2 separate regions of the Zea mays genome follow, and region 1 is linked to region 2. A link is a contact called in public Hi-C data. All regions are on one chromosome and are shown on one strand. The core of a region is the stretch at or near the end of the contact, and the rest is flanking DNA. Distances in the headings are between cores, read along the strand shown. Region 1 holds the start of LOC100275784. Region 2 holds the start of LOC100281869 (GDU1).

Evidence for each region. Hi-C and Micro-C count contacts between places; a contact is called where the count stands out from the background.
Region 1: a contact with region 2 is called in a Hi-C map of ear, with 4 times the contacts expected there. The contact joins the promoter of LOC100275784 here to the promoter of LOC100281869 in region 2. A contact is called at or near these places in 2 of 25 Hi-C or Micro-C datasets (ear and leaf).

The regions. Positions count from the first base shown.
Region 1 is chr5:92,222,913-92,229,585 of Zm-B73-REFERENCE-NAM-5.0, forward strand. LOC100275784 reads left to right here and starts at 1,438. Exons shown (of 2, transcript NM_001374083.1): 1 at 1,438-2,169; 2 at 2,362-2,831. The coding sequence starts at 1,516. The coding sequence ends at 2,154.
Region 2 is chr5:91,742,111-91,748,297 of Zm-B73-REFERENCE-NAM-5.0, forward strand. LOC100281869 (GDU1) reads right to left here and starts at 3,021. Exons shown (of 1, transcript NM_001154789.2): 1 at 1,933-3,021. The coding sequence starts at 2,795. The coding sequence ends at 2,181.

The DNA of each region.
Region 1 (6,673 bases), core at 188-2,687, 480 kb after region 2:
CTAGACCGTGCTTTATGTTTATGTGTTTTGGGGTGTGATCGTGCTGGTCTAGAAAGTCCTGCCCATATTCGTAGCAATATGGGTGATGCATGGAAATGGGAGCAGCTAGGGACGGCAGCATAGCACATAACATGCATGCCAACGAATCTACGTCGTCGTTCTCGCTAACTCGATCGCAAGGTCGTAGCGACGACGCTGCAGCATGTGCCGCCATGTGCGCCTTGCCTCCTCTTCTTCTCAGTCATGCTCATGGGGAGCCCGGCCGGGGCGGACCTCGCGCTCCCAGGCCTCTCCGTCGATCTCTTTTCCGATGCATGCATGCTGAATCGATCCCCTCACAAAAAATATGCATGGAGGATGGAAATCCCATTTTTTTCAAAGGATTTTTTATTTTCCCACGTAAAATTAGTTTATTTTTTCTTGAAAAAATAAGAATCCTTTGAAAAAAATAAAGTTACTAAACTAGCCCTAAACTTTGTAGTACGTGTGTACTGTATACGGACTCTACGTCTTTACACACATATATAGCATTCCTGCTGTTAAGCACAGTTGCATACCCCATGGCCCATATGACACATTTGACACGCAGAATTGTTTTTGTGCGATTCAACTTCAAAATACGCCATTTCTCAAATCTTAACTCTGGTTCAAGAATGCATGTTATTGAGAAAAAAAATATGACGAGAACAGAACGAGATCCATGCATGAAGCCCACACATTTTGTTGAAAATTTAAAAAAAATGCAAATTCGCTGCAATAAAGATCCTATCGCGACTTGTTTAGTATCTCTAGCTGCAGCGTCTGGTTTGCAAATCTACTCAATTGCAACCTAGCTAGTGTGTATGGTATTATTCACAGCTACAGTGCTTAAGGATTATTTGCCTTGCATTACTATTGTACTACGTCTGTACTTGTGATTGTACTTTGAGATGATCATGTGACATGTGAGGTACATATGCACACACATATATATACGGAGCATGCGTTAGAAAATTAATTCCATGGAATAACACAACGCAACAAGTACGTAGTACTATATACCTCGCGTGCTTTGGAGAGAGCCCTCGGCCACATGCTTGTTAATTCTGAGCTGGCAATTGTTACACACTGTGTTCTATACACAGCTAGCTAGCTACGTACCACACACTGTTAACTTCAACCTTGAAAACAAGACCTTTTTCAGCGCATGCAAATGTACAACAATAGACCATGTGCCATGACACGAAAAAAGCGACAAGAGATGCATGCATGCTAGCTTAGCTATATATCGATCCAGGACCACCAAATGTAACGATGGGAATGCATATGCATGCTAGCTCAGCACCACGTACATGCAGCATGCGACTCCCATTCCTCATGCATGGAGATCAGTTGTGTGTGTGTGTTATGTGTATATAGTCTGCTATAAATCTCAAGCACACCACACACGTATTCTCCGGTCCATCGCCTTCCTCCTACACGGCCTCGCTCGATCTTACTTGCTTTTCCAGCTCGATCACAGTAACCAACGACGCAATGCGAGGCCCCAACACCAAGGCCTTCCAGCAAGGCTTCGTCCTCAAGAACATGATCTCGAGTCTCCAAGCCTGCTGCAATATCTCATCCTCTGGCTCCGCGGGCGGCGCCACCGCCACGATGAGTCTCCAGCAGAGGAAGCGCGCCATCAAGGCGTCGGTCGACATCGCCATGGCGGCTTCTGCCCGCGGCGGTGGGGCGCGGTGGCCACAGGCCGTCTTGGCTCCAAGTTCGTCGTCGTCGTCGTCGCCGTCTGCTAGAACGCCGTCGCCGTCGTCGCCGGGGAAGAAGAAGAAGAACACGCGCGGCGTGTGCAAGAAGAAGGTCGTGAGGCGGTCGTGTCTCCACCACACGAGGACGCGGAGACGGAGGGATGGCAGCATTGCTGGTACCACGTCCTCGTCGCTTGCAAGGACGACGGCAGCGGCGGGAACGACGCTCGGTAGCTGCAGGGAGATCGCGCGGAGGCTGGTGAGGAAGAGGACCATGGTGCTCAGGAAGATGATTCCCGGAGGCGAGCTGCTCCATGATGAGATCTCGCTGCTTCATGAGGCTGTGGACTACGTTACTCACCTACACGCGCAAGTTGACGCTCTCAGGCGCATCTCGAACGCGGTGCAACGAGCGAGGTTGAGCTAGATCTTGTGTTACCAGGTTAGTTTTCTGGGTTTTTGCTTTGTTGTTTGTTGTTGCTGCAATGAACCTGATACTCGGGTGATGTATAATAGCCTTTAATTGTATTGTTAACGAATCATACTTTCAAGTTTCAACATCCATCTATATATATAAATGTACCTAACATGAAACTTTTTTTATGGGTTCTATCTGTTTTGTTTTGCCCCTCAGCATGCAGATGTTAGTACGTGCCCGGATAGAGGAATTGGAAGGGCAGTTCAATTTGCAGGAAAAGAACAATGGCTGATATATAGATTGTACTCGCTAGCAGTTTTCCCTCGGCATATGATGGAAGCTGATGCAACTCATGTGACCAGACCAGCATGTGGAAATGATGAAGAGTAGACAAAATATGTTGTAGTCTGCAGATAGGGTTAGAGGATTGTGATTGTGATTGTAACTTGTAATAAGGCAGAAACCAAAGAGACATACGCATATTCTTGTGTATGCTGATGGACAGGTAAAGCTTTTGCTGCAGTATTTCTCTAGATATTGCTAGCATTTAACTTGTTGTCAACTCAGGCAGAGGAGATACATATGCATATACTGCATAGGGGGTTCTAGCTAGTCTTGAATCATTGCAAGAATACATGTCTAAATGGATGGGCTGTGCTAGACCAGACATGGCTAGGCCCTACAAGAATTGGGCCATGTTGGAAAGGTCTAGATTGACCATTGGGACATGTTGTGTCGGTCCACAACTCATGGGTGAGACCCAATAATGGTCTACCAGGTTTGTGATCGTGACAGGCCCATGTCAGACTGACCTAGATTGGCCAACGGGTCATGCCGTGCTAGCCCACAGCCCATGAGCGAGGCTCAGGCATAGCCTATCAATCCACTAATCGTGTCAGGTCGGAATATAGCCCGACAAATCTCTATGGTAGTCTATGACGTTTAAATAACATAAATAAGCAAAAAGTATTTATAAGTAGGGGGTTTACACCATGGTTGCTGGCTTCAAAGCCACATTTACACCCACTTAGCTAACAAAACACACATATTTTTTGTTTTATAGTCTATACTCAAACATAATGTAGATATGTTTAACTAAAATGAAAAAAAATAAAACCAGGTCAAGCTCGATGTACCGCACTTAAGGTCCAAGCACGACACATTGATGGATTGGGCCGACACGAGCCAAGCAGCTAACGGAATGGGCCATGCTTGTGATGGGCTAAAACCATGTCGTGCCATGAGACGTTCGGCAGGCCGTACCCATTTATACATCTATACTTGCAAATGTACTTCAAATTTGATGGAAAAGGGTAAACAACTAGTCTACTACTTCCCTTGTCTTGTCTTTTAACCTTTATAAAATACTTTATTCAAACTTATACCCGTGTTTTCACCTAAAATTAAATAATAAAGAGTAAAACTGTATCAACGATCCACGAATTTGGCATGATGCGCTACTTGGGTCCCCGAACTTAGAAAACCAGCAAAACGGGTCCTCTAATTTAGTCGGTCCATACAAAATCGTTCAAATCAAGGTTTGCTCAAACCGAATGTCGATGTGGTGTGCCACGTTGGAGTCACTTGGGTCCTAAAACTTTGCATCTTTAGCCTTGCCCAAGCCCGGCATGGCCAAGTCCTCCCTTCCCTCCGACACGCCCAGGCCTAGCCCCCCTCCCCCCGTAGTCAAGCCAGGAATCCCCCTGTGTGCGTGCGTTGAGAGGTTGAATAAGGGTGTGGCCACACCAAGATCCCACCTCTTCGATCTTCTTTAGCTATGTCCACTGAGATCCCTATGTACATATGCATGGACCCGATCCACTATCAAAATGGCTCCATGTTGTAGTAGACTGACAGGAGTTCGGTGCACACCAGACCACTATTGTTCACGGTGCACTACACTACTATATAGAGCAGATTTCCCCACTTGACTCCAACGGCTATGTGGGGTGGTTGGGGCTATAAATACCCCCAACTAGCATTCAAGACACATAATAGCTACACCAAACATCCATACATTGATTGCAACATCTCCATCTCATTCAATTCCTCCCAAGTGCCACATTTAATGAAATTAAGCTAGAGAAGTTTAGTGTCTTGTGAAGTATTAGTTTTCAAGTTGTTGCAACCAATTCTTGTGTTCTTGAGTTTCTTTCTCTCTCACTCTCATTCACATTCTTGTAAAGAGCTAGCAAGAGACTCCAAATTTGTGTCGAGATCCATGCGGAGACTTCGTGTCTTTTGATTTGAGAAGGAACACTCAACTGAAAAGTGACCGTTTCAGAGAGGCAAAGGGTTGAAATAGATTCATCCTAAGTAGACTCCTCAATGAGGACATAGATTCTTCAGAGCCAAACCTCGAGAAAACAAATCGCTCATGTCTTTGTGTGGAGTTTGATTTGTGATTTGTTTCTTCCTCCACCTCTCTTCTATTTCTATTGCTTGTGCTTGATTCTAAATCAATTGTGTTGTTCTCAAGTGAATTCCACAATCATATTGAGCAACACTTGCAAGAAGAACTACTCTCCCTTACTCGGATCGATTTACTTCTTGTTCTAACGCATAACTAGACTTTGAGTTCGTGTTTTAAGTTATGATTTTTTAGGTTTCACCTATTCACCTCCCCTCTATATAAATTTCAATTGGTATCGAAGCCCAAAACTTCATCTAAGAGTCTAACAACTCAAAGTGATGTTGGGAGAAGTCGCCAAAAACAACAAGGTATCCTCGGGAGAGAAGCACGAAGAGAAAATAGCTTTGAGAGGAAAGCCCATAGGAAAGTTTCTGTCAAGAAAAGAAAAAGGTGCCCTCAGGGGAGAAGAGAAAAAGGGAAGAAAGAAAAATCCTAAGGCTCCTTCATGTCGCACAAGGACGACAAGAAGAAGAAAAGTATGAGGAAGGGTTTCTGCTACGAGACCAACACGTATTCCTAAACATCTGGTGTTGAGTCTACATCCTCAAAGCGCCAAGAGCTCTAGCCAGTTAATCAAATTCTGTTTTGTTATTCTCGTATTCCTAAACACACTCCTTTACTTTTGGTTCCATTAGGAAAACTACCACAATTTGATGGTGAGGATTATTCATGGCAGTGTCAAAATGAAGAGTCATTTATACTCACTCCACCCAAGTATTTGGGATGTTGTTGATTTAGGAATGAAGATACCAAAGACTGATGATGAGGACTATGACTCAGATGAGGCCACCCAAATCATCCACTGCAACTCGCAAGCAATAATGGTATTACTTGCCTCTTTGTGTAGGGAAGAATACAACAAGGTGAAGAGGTTGCAAACAACCAAAGATATTTGGGACATGCTCAAGACAGTGCATGAAAGTGACAAGATTACAAAGATCACAAGGATGGAGCTCATCAAAGGAGCACTCGGAAGGTTCGCCATCAATAAAGGGGAAGAGCCACAAGAGATGTACAACTGGCTCAAGACGTTGGTGAACCAAATCTGCAACTATGGGAGCACAAAATGGACCGACCATGAAGTAGTTAACCTCATGCTAAGGTCCCTTATTTCATGCAACGCTACTCTAGTTACCTTATTGTGTGAAGGTCCTGGGTATGAGGTGATTACCCGTGAGGAGGTGTTTGATAAGTTCCTTAGCCATGAGATGATGGTTAAGGAATCTAAGCATGTTGAGGACTTGCCTCAAAGGAATGTGCCCAACTTTGAGCCTAAAGCCATTGCCTTCAAGGTAACAAGCGAGAAGGAGGAATGAGTCCCAAGCAAGGAGCTTCCAATCGACCCTTCCAAGCTTGATGATGAGGAGATGGCCCTCATCATCAAAAGCTTCTAGCAAACCATGAGGAGGCAGAAGGGAAAGGTATACAAACCCCATGCAAAGAGGATTTGCTAAAAATGTGGTAAGAACGATCATTATATGGCTAAATGTCCATATTCAAGTGATGATGATAGGGAAGAGGACAAGAATGGAAAGAAGAAGATGGAGAAGAAGAAATTCTTCTACAAGAAGAAGGGATGCGAAGCTCACATCGGCAAGGAATGGGACTCAAATGAAAGCTCCTCCTACTCCAACAACGAGGACATAGCCATCATCGTCTTCAACAAGGGCATCCTCTTCCTCAACGTCAACCACAAGTGCTTTATGGCAAATGAGAGCAAAAATAAGGTAAACTCGAGCTCATATCCTAAGTATGCAACCTCTGATGATGAATCTAAAGGTGAATCTAGTGATGGGGAGGATATGTTAGTTTTTAAGGGCCTTAATAGAGAAAAAATAGAGAAAATAAATAATTTAATCAAAACCATCAATGAGAAGGATGAACTCTTGGAGAAGCAAGAGGGTCTCCTCTTTGATGAACATGAGAAATGCAATAAGATAAAAAAATGACCTAGATCATGCTGAGAAAAGTAAAATCTTGAGTAATGGGCTAAAAGTGTGCAATGATTCAATTTCTTGTCTTAAATATGATAATGTTAATTTAAATTCTAAGATTGAGAAATTGAATGCTTATCGTGCCTCTACATCATCTATTGAACATATTTCTATTTTCATT
Region 2 (6,187 bases), core at 1,771-4,270:
ACCAATCGTGGCGCGTTGGAGCGGATCGTCCCATAAGCCCATTTGGATCGTCCGGCCCACTCCTCGGCTCATGGCAATAGGAGTGAGATCTCCAATTTAAGGGTTAGTTCAGAAATTCCATTTTTCTATGAGATTTCTATTTTCCCAAAATAGCCCTAAGTTGGAGCTGCTGTAACATGTTTTTTTTGGAGACTTAGAGCTGTCCCAAAAGGATCCCAAATGATTAGTATATTTATTTGGTAGAAGCACACATTATCTTTATGTGAGACCAACTCCAGCAATGCCCCATATACGCTTCCGTAAAATACGCGGCCGAGGCCACTGTTCACGCGGTCAGGGGACTCCGTATCCGGGCGCGGTGAACACGCGGCGCCGTTGCTCGCTCCCTTTTCTCGCGTCCTCTCTCTCTTCCCCGCACTTCAACCGTCGCTTTTGCAAACGAGCTGGAGCGGAGAGGGAAGCGACGGCGGTCGACGTCTTCGGGTAGTGCTTGCTCCTCGTCGGCGATTGGCCCTTCGAGCCCTCGGTACGCCGTCCAGATCTGAACTCCGCTGTGGTTTCTATTAGGTTTTAGTTGCTTCATTTGTTCGATCTATGTGGTTCTATGATTTGTGGTCTGCGAATATTAGGCATAGAACCTGAACGACTGTTTCGATATGTGTGGTTCTAGGGTTATGTTGCGCGAATATTGGTTCTAGGGTATGTAGATGCTAGCGGTTCTAATTTGTGGCAGGTCTGGTCACGAAAATGAAACAATGGTAACCAGGGTACTATCGTCGTCTGAAAATGTCGTCATTGTACACAGGGATGTTTGCAAAGTAGTCTTCCACAAGCCTCATAACCTGAAGACCTATCCCGATGAATAATACGTCTACCTGGAACCGATCCTCTATGCACATGTGGCTTTTCTTCCTCGTCTGCAACGGCAGATGCATGAAGCATGTGTAGCACTTGTTGATCCTCGTACATGCATTTAAAACGTCAGTGCCACGGATTAGATGAAGAAGCCATCTTGTCAGTAGGATAGCTGCAACCTAAAAACCTCACCTCTACAAACCGCTTGTGTTCAATTACCAAATCCGCGAAATTTCTTGTCCACGGTTGTTGGAAGAGTTGACCCACAAATCGAAGCTAGTTGGGCAACCCTGCATTTTGACTTGGGATCAATTTGATTGAAGTGTAGTTGCAAACAAGAATTTGTGGGAGACCAAACAGCGGCCAGCGCCAGATCCGGCCAGCGCCACTTGTTCCATACCTCGACGGCGACGATGGAGAAGACGGGGAGCACGCCGGAGCTCGGCCGAATATGGACAGTACCACCGCGTCGAGGAAGCAAGCTTCACCGCCGTCGCCTTCGGTCGAGATCCGTTTTCCGACCTTTGGCGGCAACGGAAACGGCCACCCTTCCCTCCTCCGAGTACGGCGCCGTATACGGTCCCTGCTGGAAACGCCTCCGCGCTCCGCCTACGCAAACGCGGAGGGCGCTCCCTAGGATACGGAGGGCGCCGTTGCTGGAGTTGGTCTGAGGTTTTGTTTGCGGGGAGGTGGTGGAGCCTTGCCTAATCAACCGAGGACCAGAGAAAAAGAGACTCTCGCTCCTCAACATTTCATGCACTTGAGCGGTTGAGCCTCAACGTGACAAAAACTGAAATATGTCCAATACAGTCCCATGTGTGTGTGTGGGTGGGGTGGGGGGGATTTATTAGTTGAGTTCAGTACAGAGCTATGATATCAGCTTTTGATACTCTCTTCGTTTTTTTATTTGTCGCTGGATAGTGTAAAATTGCACTATCCAGCGACAAATAAAAAGAAACGGAGGGAGTATATATTTTCCCATAATAAAGTGGTAAGGTAGCTCTCATATCAGCCTTTTGATTTTGGCTCGTAGGAGGCAGTCGCTTGAAGGAAGCAGACAAGGGTCACAGGGATCTGTTGCATGCGACAGAAAATGTTTTGCCGGCTCTCGTAGAAAAATAAGGCCCAACATTTTCTACGAGTAAAAAGAAAACATGTACGCACGCGGCAGTACACGAGCTGCAGCCTGCCTTCTCTTCTTTCCCTCCCAAAATCAGGTCGGCGTCCGTTGCAGGAGCTGGTGGCTGGACCGACGACCCATTACTTGCGGGCTGCGGCGAACCGAACGCAGGCACACACACTCACACGCCAAAAAAAAGGAGCTCTCATCTCTCACTGATTACAGTTACCGAGCTACCACTTGCACCACTCTGCTCGGTCCGCCCCGGCTCGCCCTCGCTGTCGGCCGCGCGAGCCGGCCAAGACCGCGCCCCGCACTCCACGCACCTCGCCTCGTCGCCGTCCTCGGAGTCGCCAGGGCCGGAGTCCACGCTGACGCCGACGCCACGGGCGCCGTTCGGGCCCCGGCGCGACGACGCTGGCGTGGCGAGGAACGTCGGCCTCTCGTGGCCGGCCATGATGACCACCGCGTGCTCCCGCCAACGCTCCCCGGTGCCCTTGCCGGTCGGTGCGGCCTTTCCGTGGCCGGGCCGGGCCTCCGCGCCCGCGCCGGCGCCGGCCTGGCGTTCCGGGTCGTCGTCGTCGTACGCCTCCTGGCCGCCGCCGGACAGCTTCCAGTAGGAGCAGGCCAGGGCGAGCAGCGACAGCGCGATGAGCCCCAGCATGGCCGCCAGCGCGCCGAAGAGGTACGGCACCGGCGACTGCCCCGCCGCCGGCATCGTGCTCGACGACCTCGGCGACGGCGCCGCGGGGCCGTGGCTCATGCCCGCCGTGCCCGCCACGCCCACGCCCATCGGGTCCTCCGCGCCTGCTGGCCACATGTGGTTTCGGTGGTCTTTCAGCGCATGCCACTGCCAGCGACGACGCCAGGCTCGGTAGCAGTGTGCCTGCCCCGCCTGCGTTTCTCTCGTCTGGAACTGGAATTGGGACAGAACACAACAGAACAGAACAGAGACGAGGGAGACGGAACAGTGCTCGTCAGGTTGGTGGTGAATGGAAATAAATGGCACCAGCCACCAGTATGGATGATATACGAACTGAGGCAGTGCTTGACTGCTCGTACTTTGCTCAGCCGCTATTTATAGACTATAGACTACCATGAGAGTTCCACTTTAACGTACTAGCAATAATAGCATGCCAAGTTGATCGCAAATCAAGCAAAAAGGAGGGGGGAAATGATTATTTACCAGAGTTCGGCACGGTACAATTGCAAAGCAGCAGACAAATTTAATTCCTTTTTTCTTTCTTTCTCAAAAGTATCATGGTCTGTCCCCGGCAAAGATATTCGAAGCATGAGCGAGAGAGAGAGAAGGCAACGACTGTATAGCATATATATCAGAGGGGATTTTTACTCGTTTTACTGCAAAAATCTCGCAGATTAGAGACACGTTCTTACCCAGGAGCAGGAGCAAGAGCAACGAACCGTCCGAATTATTTGTATTTTGCCTATTTCTCAGAAAAAAATTCACGTTTGGACCTTAAAAAATGTTAATGTCATTTTTGGACCCTTTGCTCGGCGCCATAGACTATGGCGCCGAGGTAACACATCTCGGCGCCAGAGCCTATGGCGCCGAGATACGTGCTACGCGGGCACAATTCGGACAACGTGGCTTCGACGTGGCACTGAGCTCGGCGCCACGATCTATGGCGCCGAGCTCGGATGTGTAATCACAAAGCTTGTCTAGCTCAGTTGGTAGAACGCAAGGCTCTTAACCTTAAGGTTGTGGGTTCGAGCCCCATCGTGGACGTTTAATACTTTTTGTCTTTGTCGCTGATTTGTTTTTTTTTGTCGAGATTTTTTCCTTTAGTCATTAGAAGCTCAGTGCTCCTAATATACTATATATCCTTTTTGGACGACGAGATAAATGTTGACCAGCCGCGTCGGAACGTTGAGCAACCTCGTGCATGCTGTGCCTATGCATGTGGGGCTGTGCGACGACCTCACACAGAATGAACACTAATGCTAGCTATATGTCTACTCTACATTGCAGTAACCTGCTGCATGGTACGTGATAGTCGCCTAGAGGGGGGTGAATAGGACGAAACTGAAATTTACAAATATAAACACAACTACAAGCCGGGTTAGCGTTAGAAATATAAACGAGTCCGCGAGAGAGGGCGCAAAACAAATCGCAAGCAAATGAAGAGTGTGACACGCGGATTTGTTTTACCGAGGTTCGGTTCTTGCAAACCTACTCCCCGTTGAGGAGGCCACAAAGGCCGGGTCTCTTTCAACCCTTCCCTCTCTCAAACGATCCCACGGATCGAGTGAGCTTTCTCTTCTCAATCACTTGGAACACAAAGTTCCCACAAGGACCACCACAAGTTTGGTGTCTCTTGTCTCAATTACAAGTGAGTTTGATCGCAATGAAAGAATCAAGAAAGAAGAAAGCAATCCAAGCGCAAGAGCTCGAAAGAACACAAGCAAATCACTCTCTCTAGTCACTATTGTGTTGTGTGGAATTTGGAGAGGATTTGATCTCTTTGGTGTGTCTAGAATTGAATGCTAGAGCTCTTGTAGTAGTTGGGAAGTGGAAAACTTGGATGCAATGAATGGTGGGGTGGTTGGGGTATTTATAGCCCCAACCACCAAAAGTGGTCGTTGGGAGGCTGTCTGCTCGATGGCGCACCGGACAGTCCGGTGCACACCGGACATGTCCGGTGCCCCCGCCACGTCATCACTGCCGTTGGATTCTGACCGTTGGAGCTTCTGACTTGTGGGCCCGCCTGGCTGTCCGGTGCACACCGGACATCTCCTGTTCACTGTCCGGTGTGCCAGTATGGGCGCGCCTGCCTTCTGCGCGCGCAGAGCGCGCATTAAATGCGTCGCAGGTAGCCGTTGGCGCCGAATAGCCGTTGCTCCGGAGTTGCACCGGACAGTCCGGTGAATTATAGCGGACTAGCCGTTGGAGATTCCCGAAGCTGGCGAGTTCCTGAGGCTGCTTCTCCTTGGTGCACCGGACACTGTCCGGTGTACACCGGACAGTCCGGTGAATTATAGCGCGAGTGCCTCTGGAAATTCCCGAAGGTGGCGAGTTTGCGTTGGAGTCCTCTGGTGCACCGGACATGTCCGGTGGTGCACCGAACACTGTCTGGTGGCACACCGGACAGTCCGGTGCGCCAGACCAGAGGTGCCTTCGGTTGGCCCTTTGCTCCTTTGTTGAATCCAAAACTTGATCTTTTTATTGGCTGAGTGTGAACCTTTTACACCTGTATAATCTATACACTTGGGCAAACTTAGTTAGTCCAATTATTTGCGTTGGGCAATTCAATCACCAAAATTAATTAGGGACTAGGTGTAAGCCTAATTACCTTTCAATCTCCCCCTTTTTGGTGATTGATGCCAACACAAACCAAAGCAAATATAGAAGTGCAAAAATGAACTAGTTTGCATAATATAAGTGTAAAGGTTGCTTGGAATTGAGCCAATAGAAATACTTACAAGATATGCATGGATTGTTTCTATTTTATTTAACATTTTGGACCACGCTTGCACCACATGTTTTGTTTTTGCAAATTCTTTGATAAGTCATTTTCAAAATTCTTTTGCAAATAGTCAAAGGTAAATGAGTAAGATTTGCAAAGCATTTTCAAGATTTGAAATTTTCTCCCCCTGTTTCAAATGCTTTTCCTTTGACTAAACAAAACTCCCCCTAAATGAGATTCTCCTCTTAATGTTCAAGAGGGTTTTTGATATATCTTTTTGAAATGCTACTTTCTCCCCCTTTTGAACACAATAGGATACCACTTGATAAAATTCTTTGAAAACACGAAGTTTTTTGAAATAGGTGGTGGTGCGGTCCTTTTGCTTTGGGCTCTTACTTTCTCCCCCTTTGGCATGAATCGCCAAAAACGGAATCATTAGAGCCCTCGAAGTGCTATCTTCCCCTTTGGTCATAAATAAATGAGTTAAGATTATACCAAAGACGAAGTCCGGTCCTTTCGCTTTGGGCTCTTACTCTCTCCCCAAAGACGAAGTCCTTTTCTTGATGCTCATGCTTTTTCTTCTCCAAGAATGGAGAGTGACTTAGAGCGTCGGCGAGGGATGAGTTACGGAGTGGAAGCCTTTGTCTTCGCCGAAGACTCCAATTCCCTTTCAATATACCTATGACTTGGTTTGAAATAGACTTGAAAGCACATTAGTCATAGCATATAAAAGAGACATGATCAAAGGTATATAGTAGAGCAATGTGTGCAATTTAACAAAAGAAGT